3 separate regions of the Sus scrofa genome follow, and regions 2 and 3 are each linked to region 1. A link is a contact called in public HiChIP or PLAC-seq data. All regions are on one chromosome and are shown on one strand. The core of a region is the stretch at or near the end of the contact, and the rest is flanking DNA. Distances in the headings are between cores, read along the strand shown. Region 1 has its middle 85 kb from the start of KLF6. Region 2 has its middle 260 kb from the start of KLF6. Region 3 has its middle 320 kb from the start of KLF6.

Region 1 (4,262 bases), core at 173-2,672:
CAGATTCAATCCCTGGCCTTCCCTATGCTGTGGGCGTGGCTGAGAAAAAAATGCGTGAAGAATAACCATTGGCTATAGTCACCAAGGAGGTCAAATCACCATCCTTGACCTCAGGACCAGTCGTCGAGGACCTGATAAAGTTATCGGCTACTTCTACCCAGTCAGAGGGCTTGAGGGTGGGTGCCAGGGGGCTCCCTGCGGGCAAGGTCACAACCCACCAGCTTTGCAGCCTCTGTGCTTAGTCTCGCACCTGGCACATTGACCTCTGTGGATACACGTGACTTCAGTAAGGAGCGAATTGGAGCAACACGATAGGGAGCTATTTTCTGGGGCGCTTATCTCCGGGCATGGTGACCCTGACAGGCGACCAAAGGTACGGAGATCTGCTTAATGCACACTCTGACGGTGACAGCCGAACGGCATGGCAGGCAGCAATTTTTTACCAAGGGACAAGGGGGTGGGGTCTAGGAAAAGGGGGGTGGAAAAAAAAATTATAGAGATGGAATTGTTCCTTAAAATTATATCTTCACGTTTATTTTTGCAGGTGTCATTGTACATGTGGAACCTGAAATACTGAGTTTCTTTGTACATCAGAACTAAATATCCCGTTTTACTGCTGCATCCACTGCTGATGTCTTTGAAGCCTTGCAAGAAGAAAATCACTACCTTACGAGCAGTCTTAACTGAATCAGCTATTTTGCACCAATCAAAAATGTATCTATTTTTATCAGGATACAAAAAAAAAAAAAACCCAATACGTCTATAAGTAATACAAAGTTGAGGATACAGGTGCTAATTGATTGACATCCCCTAAGAGCACCGCCTCCCACCTCCGCACACCCTGGTCTGACGTCCAATTTTAAATTAAGACTGGTAGATAAATTCTATTTTCTGTAATTTCATTCAGCTCTAGGCCCGAGTTGTTTGGGAGCTACTGGCCTGAGGCACTAAGATTCTCATCAAAGGGACAGACTAACGAGGGTTTCTTTCCAAGATCAAAGCATGTCTTTGTTTCTGGGTGATTACTTTTCTTTTAACGGCGGTGTTTATTTTTGTACACATGGTCCTTTTTGTTTGTTATCTAAGATGTTGTGAAAATATTGCTGCCAGGACTTCAGCGCCGAGTGGGACCCTCTCGGCCTCAGTTTCTCTGGGCGTCTGTTCTGGGCTCAACTGACCTGTGGGGACGGGACTCCCCGCCCTCCCGCCTGGCCCCTGGGCCGCCTGCCACCCACCTCTTCAGCTATCAAAGGCTCTTTGGCCAGAGCGGTATGTTTTGGTTTCATCTCCAGGTACTTTGGACTCGGGAATGTTTGGCAGGAGAGAGAAAAACAGAAAAGGTCAGTTTCACTTGAGGCCCCATGATGCCAGCGGTCGTTTCCCACAAGTGACCCGGCTCTGACTCAGCTTTCACTTTTCTTGTGACGGCGTCTCTGATGGCATCCACATTCCAGATCAGCCGGCGAGGGAGCAGCGCGAATCTTGGCATCCACACGGCGGATGCTCAGCCTCCAGCCGGGCCATCTCCTGCCGCCTGTCTTTTCCCCGCAGGGGTGCAAGCTGGCAGGTAGACCCGGGGGCCCCCAGTTTTGATCTGCGTGGTATTTTTAGGGGAGAGACTGTGAGCCAACATGAAGAAAGGGGAAGAGTTGATGTACGCATCTAGTGGCTGTCTGCTGAAAGTGGTGGCCATCTAGCAAGACGAGAGCCGCATCTCCCCGAGGCTGCAGCGGGCCAGAGATGAGGGGGTAGCCCCTGCCTTTTGCAGGGGAACTGCCTTCTTCCCTTTTCCGCAGTCTCCAGCACGCCTCACAGTGGCCCCTGCTGAGGTCAGGTGATCCTTGCCAGTCACGATGGTGCTTATACGCCAGTTTTTCTTACTTCCAGCCTGCATTTCTCTCTCTATGCCTTTCTTGGCCCACGCAGGTATTTGGATTTGCAGCCTCTCCTCCACGGAGTATTTTATTCATAAAATCCCAGCTTTGGGTGCTTTGGGAGGCCATCCAGTTAAATGGCTAAGCGTATTTTATTAACCGCATTGACTTCCTTTAGGCCCTGTCACTATCACTTGGGGTTCCTCCCCTTGTCTTCTCCTGAGAATAGGCTGGTATTGTTTCCCACCGGACACAGAAGTCAGCCTGTCAAAGTCAGGCAGGGGACAGGCACAGGGGACGTCCCATTTTACGATGGACCTTTTACCTGGATGGTCTCAGGTAGCTCTCAGGACAACTCGGAAAGGACTTTTTATCACCTCTGCTTTATAGACGGAAAGGTCACGGGGGGTGAGGAGCTGGCCCAGGACAACACAGTGGGTGGGGGTGGGGTGGAGCCCAAACAGAGTCCCTCCCATCTTGCTCCCTCACAGAAGATGGTACTGCCTTGTCGAGTCCTGGGCTTGACAGTTGGAAATCTTTAATTATTGTCAGAGGAGCGCTAGAATTCCCCAGCTGGATGTCTTTAAAGACAAAGACTGTATTTTACTGTTATTATCATTACTAGGGATGTGCCCCCAGCATGTGGAAGTTTCTGGGCCAGGGATGGAACCCACACCATGGCAGTGGCAACGCCAGGTCCTTAATCTATTGTACCACCAGGAAACTCCCAAAGGTTGTATTTTAAAACAAGGCAAAGAGAAAGAGAGCTATCATGAGTGGTTTCTGGGTTTGAAAACTATTTCAATTTTCTAAGGACTGACAGTTCATATAACCTGCATGGCTGTCATTCTGCATCTCTCACATGCGATCCCGTGTATTCTGACTGCAAGTCATTATTCGATGGTGTGGGAGGAAGACGACTCTCCAGCGTTCAGGCTTGGAATGAGCAGCTTCCTCCTGCTCCCTTTCCGACCAAGCCCTCTGCTCTGGGCGTTACTTCTCAGCTGCTGGAGGAGAAGGTATTTCCCTTTCCTTCTGACATTTCAGAGATGCCATTTGATATGTCAGCTGATGTGGTCATTTTTGCTACAGCAACTTACAAAGGCTGCGCTTCTTCCCAACTGCTGCTCTCCCAGGGATCATCCCTTACCCATGGAGACGGCCGTAAAGAGGGGCCGTCCTCTCAAGGCTTTTAAAAGGATTTCTCTAGAATCATATATGCATGTGTGTGTATGTATGCATATATGTGTGTATATGAGTTTCAAACACTAAAAAATTTATTTTGCAAAATTCACTTCCAGTGAAGGGAGGAAAGGTGATTTGTGTGATTCCCCCTCCCACCTGGTGACTCAGTTCATTTCAGGACGATGGTTTTAAACAGAATCATAGCAACGGGGGAGCTTGATCAACGCTTGCATCTATCGTCCTGAAAACTGAATTCATACCAACCCGCTATCCTACAAGAGAGACTAGGTCACCCACCTGAACTTCCTTTTGGATTTCCATCTCGATGTTCCAAGAGAAATAACGATTTTGCGGGGTCCTTTCTTGCCTTGAAAATGCTGGGATTCACTCCATCTCGTCCTCTACCCACGCCCTCAGCAACGGACAGTGCTTCCTCTCCAGGGACGAGTCCCTTATGCTGCTTCACCCTCCTCTTTAAAGGGGCCGAGTACCCAGCCTCCAGCCTCCACCCGCGGCCTCTCCAGGGGACAACACTGTCCCTAAAAATTCAAATCGCGTAAGGGACTATCACGAAACGGTGGGGAAATGAAGGGAGGAGTGAGCCGCGAGTCCTTTGCGCCGGCACTCAGATCCGAATGGGAAGGGGCTCCCTGGCGGGGACCTTTTACGAAGGCAGCGAATTAGACAGGGATCACATTTTCGTTGAAAGGGAGCAATGGTCTGTTGACTCCTGCTCACTGCTGAGGCCGCATTCCCAAGCATCGGCTGGGACAGGCTTTCCCAAAGGGACATGTAAGTTATGTGATTTGCTGGGGCCAGCTGACCCTCCAGGACAAGGGGACATGAATGTCAGTGGCCCAGGGTGCTGTCCAGTGGGGGCTGTGGTCAGCTCTTCTCCAGGCTTCTCAATGCAAGTGGCTCTGTTTGGATGTAGATCCCTTTCTGCATCGTTTGTTTGGTCTCATTTCTTACCTTCCCGTTATTCTCCCCCCCCCCGCCCCCCGCTTTTCCTCCTTTGTGGTAATTGAGGTAAAGGACTGTGCATGGCTTTGCTTTCCACCCCCCACTAGAAAAGGTAACTGGGATTTCAACCAGACAAAAGTAGCTAGTTTTGCAATGACTTGCCATCAACCTCACAGATAAAGGGTATAATACACCAGAGCAAGCTCGAGTTGAAAAAGAATGTCAAGTATCAAATAATAT
Region 2 (4,012 bases), core at 446-2,945, 180 kb after region 1:
GAGTCTGAATGGAAAACTCAAACCATGCATTTTGGTGCTCTGACTTCTAAATGTTCTAAAAGCCAAATTCCATGGCAGCTCTTGGCCTTTATTGGGTGCGCTCGGACATGGAATCCTTCATCGGTGCCTCAGCGAGCCGCGCCCTGTGAAATTCCCTCCCTGTGTGTTCGGGTAGGCCCTCGACTTGCCCCTGGCCGGCGGGCACAGCAGAGGTGATGGATGTCATCACGCTCTTGGTTCAGTCACCTCGTGGGGCAAAGATGGAAGGACGCTGTGTCCTACAGGCCTTGATCTTGGACTGGAGGGAAACTGTTCGGCTGGCCTTGGGGAGGCTGCAGGGGTCCGTGGCATGGGACCCAGGGCAGCTGTCTCTGGGCCTGAGAGCAGCAGGGCCCCCAGTCATACAGCCAGAGAGAAAGGAAGTCTGCTACAATCTGAAGGGGTGAGTCGGGTTCTCCAGGGAAACCGGAGCCAGGAGGATATACAAGGATACAAGAGGGAACTCATTTTTGTTTTTTTGTCTTTTATTAGGGCCACACCTGACATATGGACGTTACCAGGCTAGGAGTCGAATCAGAGCTATTGCTGCCGGCCTGCACCACAGCCACAGCAACACAGGATCTGAGCCTCGTCTCTGACCTACATCACAGCTCAGGGCAACACCGGACCCTTAAGCCACTGAGCGAGGCCAGGGATCGAACCCATACCCCTCATGGACACTATGTCGGGTTCTTAATGCACGCAATCACAACAGGGACTTCTAAGTTTGCTGCTTAAACTATGTGTACAATCCCTGCTCTGAGTGGAAATTTCTGACAATTGCGTTTTGTAAAGCAACTACCATCACAAAGGTGCCTAAGAGCCAGAGCCCAAACACTGACCCCAGCACATCCGACACTGACCCCAGCCCCCAGGGTGCCCTCCTGTCGTCATCTCTGGGTGACCTAAGGGATCCCACTGAGCACGACTTGGCCTGATACGGAGGGTCCTTTGTGTTCTTGAGCTTCTGTTTCTCAGCTGCGCTCTGTGGAGGGATCTGAGACCGCAGGTCAGGAATGAGCCGTGGACATCGACCGTAAGTCAATGAGGAATTTTAAATTGCTCTCTCTATGTACATACGTGGAAACTTCCAGGTTTCTTTCCTCAGTTTCCAGGAAGAACACTTACTTGCGGCTTTGACCCTGAGGTCTGTTTTCGGGCCGTATTAAGTTGCCTTATGATTCTGCAGCACATGACGATAAATAAAGAGAGGCAGAGTGTAAAAGTCATTTTACTTCTGAAATACCTTCTGTTGTAAATAGATACGCGTTTTCCAGAAGGCTCAGAAAATGTGCTCATTGTAACCTCATCCAGAGTTCTTTCTTTTGTTTCCAAATCCGGTCCTTCTGAGACCCTTTGTTCTGAGTTCATTGTGCAATATTTCCCATGTGACCATGTTTTGTAAAATCGACTCAGATTTTACAAAACCTTAGTTTATGTTCTAAACATGTCTTAACAGGTCCCTAATGAAAGTGTGGTCATTGATTGACAGAGAGGAAAAGGGAACGAGAAAAGCGCAGCTTAGTATAATAAAGTTTCCTATGTCAATGTTAGGTTTTACACTCAAACAAAAGCTAAATTTGGGACACCGATTACATACCAGCATTGATATGAGTCATTTCCTTCCATGATAGCAAAACCCAAGCCCTAACTTCCTTTCTTAGGGTAAATCTGCATAAACCAGCAGATTTCAGATCTCAATTCTGCATGTGTGAGTTCCTCAAAAAAAAAAAATCTCAGTTCAAATTTGTACCTTCAGTGGAATTTTAAATAATTCCAAGAATGAGAGTAGCTGACACCAAGCATTAGATATTAGTAGAACAGTTTCACTTTCAACAATGAAATTCTATGTCAGTTAAAATTTTGCAGATACTGTGAAAGGAAAAGTGAAGAAATACTTGCATCGTAACAAACTAAGAAGACCTGCACTGAACTAAGACACAGACACACACAGACAGACACAGAAACACAGCAACACACAGAAACAGAGACATACACACCCCCTACAATGATGAATGTCATTCCACTTCTGTTTCATGCGGAACCTTAATAACCTAGCACTTTCTTCAACACATCAGCCCACTTCATGTTCAGAAGTGAAAGGAAGAAACTGCCATCTAGTTCAGCGCTTTGAAGATTTTCCGGGAGGAGAAGAATGTGCATATGACTGGTCACTATGCTGCACAGCAGAGATAGACTCAACTCTGTAAATCAACTATACCCTAATAAAAGTAAATTTAATTAAAGCTGGTTAAAAAAAAAAAGATTCCAGGACCTTTTCATTCTGGCCTTAATAAACCTGCTTGCTCTGCTCCCTTCTCCTCCAGGGAGGGATTCTGCCATATGTTTAGGAGGCCCGGGACGTGGACCTTACACCTTTCGCCTGATGTGTGGGCACAGCAAGTTGAGGAGGGCAGGTGGCGGGTGAGGACTAGGCTCTTTCAGGACCCCTTGGAGGAGGTTTTCCAGAGAGTGACTCTGGACACCAGGCATAAGTAACCACAGCTGGTCTGTGGACGAGCAAACAAGGAAGGTCCAAACTGAGAGTCGCTGGTGTGCGGAAGTTCTAGAGAAAATCGCAAGACCAGGTGAGACCTCGAAGGGAGTGCGTGTGGCCGGAAAGGGCAGAGGAGGCGGTCCCGCCTTGAGGCGCCAGCGCTCAAGGGACTGGAAAGAAAAGCAGTGAGCATGGCAGGTGGAGGGGAGGGAGAGAGCAATGGGGACGAGCTGGGACTGGCCGGTGCCCTGGAAGCTCAGCGCGCGCGGGAAGCGCTCCGGGTGCCAGCGGCTAGCAACTCCTCCAATGCGGACAAGCGCTGCGACCCCAGGGGGAGATGCCTGGCGCCTGGACAGGACCTTGGGGTGGAGGGGGTGGGTGAGCAGCGGAAAGCCTGGCAGGGGACAGTTCACCAGAGAAGAGTGTGAGAGGAGAGGCAGGAAAGGCAGGGATGAGGCTTCTCAGGAATTCCACCCCCAGGAGACCCGGGTCCGAGGGGGAAGGAGAGGCGGCCAGAGGACCCAAGCTTCTCAGGAGCAGGTAAGGAATACCCGCGTTTGCAGGCTGCTGGGAGGGGCTGAGCCAAGCAAGTGCGGGACCTGGAGGAGAACGGAGACTCCGGGGAGCTGGGTCCTTGGAAGGACCAGCGATGAGAGCAGGTGCAGGGGGCCCGGCTCAGCGCAGGGGCACAGAGCACTCCTCCCTGGTAACAGACAGGGACTCAAGTGCACGGTCAGGTGGGACAGATGGGTAGTTAGGCTGGTGGAGGGGCCTCTTGGATTCCTCAGCAAAGGGAAAATACAACAACCGCGGAGACGGGGCCTGGGCCTGCGGTCGGTGAGGCTTGGGGGTGGGGTGTGTGTGTGTGTGTGTGTGTGTGTGTGTGAGAGAGAGAGAGTGCAGGCCCCCGTGTGCGGAGGAGGAGGAGGGGGAGGGAAATGCCCTGTATCATTAGGATGTGGGGCTCGTGTCCTCAGCGGGCATCGTGTGGGTGACCTTTGCCTAAAAACACCCCTCCGCCCGGTTGTGTGTTTTCCGCTGTGTCGCAGCCGCAGGTGGAGCTGTTTTTCACTGGGGTTGTGCTTTTCTCCAGGGAGCATCTCAAAACCTGGGAGGAGCAAAGGCGGGGGGTGGGTGGGTGTAGACAGGCAGGGATCACTGGACCCACAAATCCTCTTCATAGGAACGAGGGCGGCGGAAACAGAAGACAGCGCCGCGGAGGAGGGGACCTCGAGGTGGAAGAAAGCGTGGACAGAGCAAGCGACCCCGCAGGCGCGGGGCGTGGAACAGCGCCCACGTGCTTCGGTCACAGCAACAGGGGGATGCTGTCACAGCGGGGCAGGAAACGCGTGACGAGCCCCTGGGCCCGAGCCCGAGGTCGCCCGGGCCCCTCTCTCTGCAGAGGATGCCCTGCCGTCTTCCTGCTCCGGGCATCCTCTCCGCCCAAAGGCCGTCCCTGGGCTGTCGCAGGGAACC
Region 3 (4,602 bases), core at 1,047-3,546, 230 kb after region 1:
CCCAATTTTGGAAAATATGCTTTAATTCCTTCAAAAGAGTGAATAACTACGTTTAAGAACTGCATTTCTAATCACCTAGGAAATGCTGGGTGGAACAGAAGTTAAACCTTTCAGTAAGATTCTCAGAGTTCTTGACACGCTGACTTCCATCGTCCGTCTCTTGAGGGGAAGAAGTCCTTGTTTCTCCATGATCTCCGACCAAGGCAACACTGGTTTTCGAATTACATTTCCCCCTCTGGGGAGTGCGGATTCATACACGCTTTGTAAACACCACCTTCAAGTTGTGACCACAGCTCACACATGCACACGCCTCGCGAGCTGGAGAGACCTAAGGCTTTGTCTCATGTGAAAGTCGAAGGAGCTGAAGGCATTGCCCAAAAGCCCAGGAGGATCACGTACACAGGCGGTAACCCTGGCTTTTCCACTTTCGTGGGGGTCTTTGGCAAAGTACTTAACGTCTGCTTACCCAAGGTTCCTCCCTGGACAGCTGTGATGGTGACATGGCTGTGTTGGTGCGGGAACATCAAATACAGGAGCGCATAACACACAACCACTCCGTGTGGGCACAGTGTGCCGTCAACTGCTTATTCCTCCTCGCCCACATCGTGCCCACCGGGCTCCGCCGAAGAGAAGGTGTAGCACACTCACCAGTGCCCTTCTAGTTGCTGGATCCTAACTCACCTCAGAGGACGCTTACAGCCCTGTCTTAGAACCAGGCATGTGCTCGTCTGCCTACCTTGCAGAGAGGGCGATGCCCACTCAACCATCCCGGCCTACCTGCCACCTTCTTTCTACGTTGAAGACGGCAGGTGAGACCGTTCCTTGAGAGCTGGGTCTCCTCATGCCCAGGACTCTCTCACAAAGAGGCTGGCATGTTGTGCCACGAAGGCCCAGCCCTTTGGAGAGAAGGGTCTCTTTCTTACCAGTTGGCTGCAATTTCTGAAACTGCCAAGGTGAATATTCCTCTTCAAGGCCGTAAGGAACCTCCTCTCCCTGAGTTAAAGCTCGGAGGGACCTGGGAAGCGTTTCGGGTGACACGACCTGTTAGCATCTGTGGGGAGAAGACAACTTCCTTCCACACTCAGCCTCCGTGGCTGGGTGGCGGGCCTGAGAGTGCAACTGACATCAGGCGATTACAAGGAGAGACGCAGGAAATGGAGCTGATGTATCTGCAGGCGCGGGAGTCTTCAGAAGGAAAATGAACACAAAGGAAGCGGTTTGGCCCAAAGGTTTATGTAATTTCTACACAAATCATGACAAATCATGGGCTTGTGACAAGACAGAGGCTTGGACTGGGGCAGGAAATCGCGGGGCGGGCGAGGAGCCCTCGCGGAAAACCGGGGTTCTTTTCGTAGATGGTACAGCTCCGTTCCGACGGGCGTGGACGAGACTGTTCTGCTCTGCCTGGTCCAGGGAGGGCACCGTTCTCCTGGGAAACTGGATGAACTGGTTTCAGGTTGAAAGAGGGAGGGCAGAGAGCCCTTCCTGCATCTGCTGATTTTCAAACGCCTTCAACGCTAAGTAATCCATGTGCCAATTCCGCAGATTTGGGGGTGCTGTGTTCTGAACCCTTTACGCCTGTTGTCAGTTATAGCTGCTCCAAGCCCTGGGAGGTGAGAGGGGGAGTTCAGGGGTCTTGGCTTATCTGGGAAGTGGGAACTGGAGAGTGGGAACAGCCCCCCAGGGATGGGGTGGTGGACAGTCTAGGGCAGTTTGACTGCTCTTAGAGGGACGGTGCTGACAGCCGAGGAGAACCTAGGAAGATAACATAAGATCCAATGGACTACAGATCTGGATGTGTTTTATTAACTGCGGCATGTCAGACAATTTTTAAAAAGCATGAAATACATTCGCCTTGAATTGGCAGAAGGAGGCTGATTACATGATGGATGTTATACTAGGTAACAAGAAAGTCTTAACATACTCCCCAAGGTCACATTATTTTGGGTTTTTTGGTCAAAAGATGATGCAACAGGGCCTTGAGAGAGCCACGGGTGTCTGCAGAGTGTAACAGAAGTCAGATGAGCTCACAGTTCTGAGGAAGGCCTGTGCTGGCTCGCAGTCTACGTTTTGTGGTCTAATGAGAGGCTAGAGTCTATCACGCTGCAGCAAAAGTGAAGCAACAAACAACAACAAAGCCGGAAGAGTCAACCTCACCCACCCTTCGTGTTCACCGAGGTTGGGGCTCTGGGCTACGGAGCCCGGGCTGCTGTAGCAAAGCAAACCAGGACTAGGGTTCACTCTTGGCAGCAAAGGCAATGCTGGGGTTTCCAGCCGCTGGCAAAGTGCAGGGGACGGCGGATGGTGACTAAGAGGAAGTGCTGGGTGGTGAGGATTCTTGTTAAACCAGCTCGGTGGGATGCCTGCTGGAGAGGACCAGGCGTGGGGTGCAGGGAGGGGGGATCTGACCTGATAAGAGGGTGATCAGACGCCAGATGTCTCGTGGAGGAATTCTTGATAAACTGACTTAGAATTCTTGATGCACCCGGGCCACGGAGGCCAGGCCAGGCTGGGGGCCGAGGTCGAGGCGGGGCTGAGAAGAGCCCAGAGGAGCCTGACTCTGGTCCATTTGGTCAAGGAGAGTCCTTGCTGTGCCCGAGCCTGGGGTGAGCTTTACCCGGAGGTCCCAGGTAAAGCTGTCAAGCTGAAGGGCCCCCAGAATTCCAGTCTCTGATCAAACCCTGTTCCAGGGGATCCCCCTCCAGGGAACGCTCGGGATGACCCCTCGCTTCTGCTTCATGGACACACAAGTGACTTTTAATCTTTATGGACACACAAGTGACTTTTAATCTTTTACCTAAAGTAGACTTCGGTCAGCGCTGAAGAGGTTCGGACCCAACTGTCCTGTAAGCCGCTCCTCCTCCCATCTTCAGGTCTGAATTCAGACTTTCCGCTCCTGGGTCTGTTATCTGCGCAAAAAGTCTTGCCACTTTTTAAAGGCTCTAACCTATGAACAGCCATTTCCGCTGTTTCCTGCACACTTTCTAATATCTCATCTGCTTTCCCTGGAAATCCAGTGCTTGATTTAGACACGATTCAATCCTCTGTCTTTCTGAAGACAGCTGCTGAATGAATGCTTCAAATTTAAATGCTGCCCTTAGCTTACGCTCCTCCTGCTTTCTTAAAAAAATTTTTTTTTTCTAGAAAGCATATACAGTGTATCCTGCTGTGGATTAACCTGCATTTTTTTTTTCCTTTAATCTTTTGACTTGCAGTTGGAAACTGCTTCCAAGTGAGAAATTTTCCAAAATAGTTTCATTTAAAAATAAGACTTTAAAAATACCTTTGTTGCAGAAAAGGCACTGAAAACCCCAAAGTCATCAGAACACGCTCTCTCGTTTAAGGCTATTGGTGACCAGAGCAACTTGCCTGAAAGGGATCTTAGAGCAGATCTTTTGGAGACAAGGACCCCTAATGACCAGGGTAGACCTGTTCCCGCTGGTTCTCCCCCCACTCCCCCGCCTCGGGGGCGCTGAATGGCTCCCACGAGCTCCTCCGTCGATTCTCCCCACCGTTCTGTGATAGTCCCATTTTACAGAAGAACAAAGGGAGGCTATGCAACGTGACCCAACCTGCTCAAGGTCACCCAGCAAGAGCACGAGAGGCCCTTGTCCAGGGGAGAAGGAGGGCTCCAGAAGGGCAGCGGGCACGCCGTGGGCTCTGTTACTGGGAAACTGGGTGACCAGTGGGATCCCAGAAACAGGTTGGGGAGATGGCTGGGGCTCAGAAATCAGGCCTGAGGCTCTCGGTGTGTGAGCGGCAGCCTGAGGCCTTGGTTTGGACACGGCTTCGCACACACATGGAAGGAAAAGACCTGCGGCACAGATTCCTGTGCAAACTCCTGACTTCTCCCCAGTCTCACCCTGTGCAGGTGGGGAGACGAGGTCAGAGAGGCTCCTGGGATGGCTTCCGGTCACACAGCCAACTAGCCATGAGGGGCGTTTTGGTCTCGTGCTCCTGACATCACAGTGAGATGGCACATGGCTTGTTAAAAAGCATGCTGGTGGAGTCCCCTGCGGCTCAGCAGGTTAAAAGCCCCACAGAGGGCCCGTGAGGATGTGAGTTTGATCCCTGGCCTCGCTCAGTGGGTTAAGGATCTGGCTGCAGTATAGGTCGCAGATGCGGCTTGACTCTGAAGTGGCGGTGGTGTAGGCTGGCAGCTGCAGCTCGGATTCAACCCCTGGCCTGGGAACCTCCATATGCTGCAGGTGTGACCATTAAAAGAAAAAAAAATGCTTGAGATTAGTTTGGTTTTCATCAGTTCCTCTTCCAGATTTTTGAGCTTCTATTAAAACACGTAAAGTGTGGGGAGTTCTCATTGTGGCTCAGTTGAAACAAATCCGACTAGGAACCATGAGGACACAGACGCGATCCCTGGCCTCGCTCAGTGGGTGAAGGATCCAGCATTGCCATGAGCTGTGGTGTAGGTCACAGCTGTGGCTGGGATCCCACGTTGCTGTGGCTGTGGCTCCAATTAGACCCCTAGCCTGGGAACCTCCATATGCGGCGGGTACAGCCCTGAAAAAAAAAAAGGATAGCATACCGAGCTAAGCATTTCTCCAACAGCAAAGGCTCCTGGAGGCGACTACTGATGCCTTCTAA

The links. HiChIP or PLAC-seq counts read pairs in DNA pulled down with a chosen protein or histone mark.
Region 2: an H3K27ac HiChIP or PLAC-seq map of alveolar macrophages shows a contact between it and region 1. The contact joins two enhancer-like sites. A contact is called at or near these places in 1 of 47 Hi-C or Micro-C datasets (embryonic fibroblasts) and 1 of 2 datasets of contacts at active chromatin or transcription factors (alveolar macrophages).
Region 3: a contact with region 1 is called in an H3K27ac HiChIP or PLAC-seq map of alveolar macrophages. The contact joins two enhancer-like sites. A contact is called at or near these places in 1 of 47 Hi-C or Micro-C datasets (liver) and 1 of 2 datasets of contacts at active chromatin or transcription factors (alveolar macrophages).

What each region holds. Positions count from the first base shown.
Region 1 is chr10:66,401,086-66,405,347 of Sscrofa11.1, reverse strand. No RefSeq gene overlaps it. Among named protein-coding and RNA genes, the nearest start is that of KLF6, 85 kb to the left of the region's middle. Within about 2 kb of position 1,422, at least 19 of the 83 cell types and tissues checked have an H3K27ac peak or open chromatin away from gene starts, as enhancers often do. A contact at or near this core is called in alveolar macrophages, where this site is marked.
Region 2 is chr10:66,225,099-66,229,110 of Sscrofa11.1, reverse strand. No RefSeq gene overlaps it. Among named protein-coding and RNA genes, the nearest start is that of KLF6, 260 kb to the left of the region's middle. Within about 2 kb of position 1,695, at least 39 of the 83 cell types and tissues checked have an H3K27ac peak or open chromatin away from gene starts, as enhancers often do. A contact at or near this core is called in alveolar macrophages, where this site is marked.
Region 3 is chr10:66,171,020-66,175,621 of Sscrofa11.1, reverse strand. No RefSeq gene overlaps it. Among named protein-coding and RNA genes, the nearest start is that of KLF6, 320 kb to the left of the region's middle. Within about 2 kb of position 2,296, at least 23 of the 83 cell types and tissues checked have an H3K27ac peak or open chromatin away from gene starts, as enhancers often do. A contact at or near this core is called in alveolar macrophages, where this site is marked.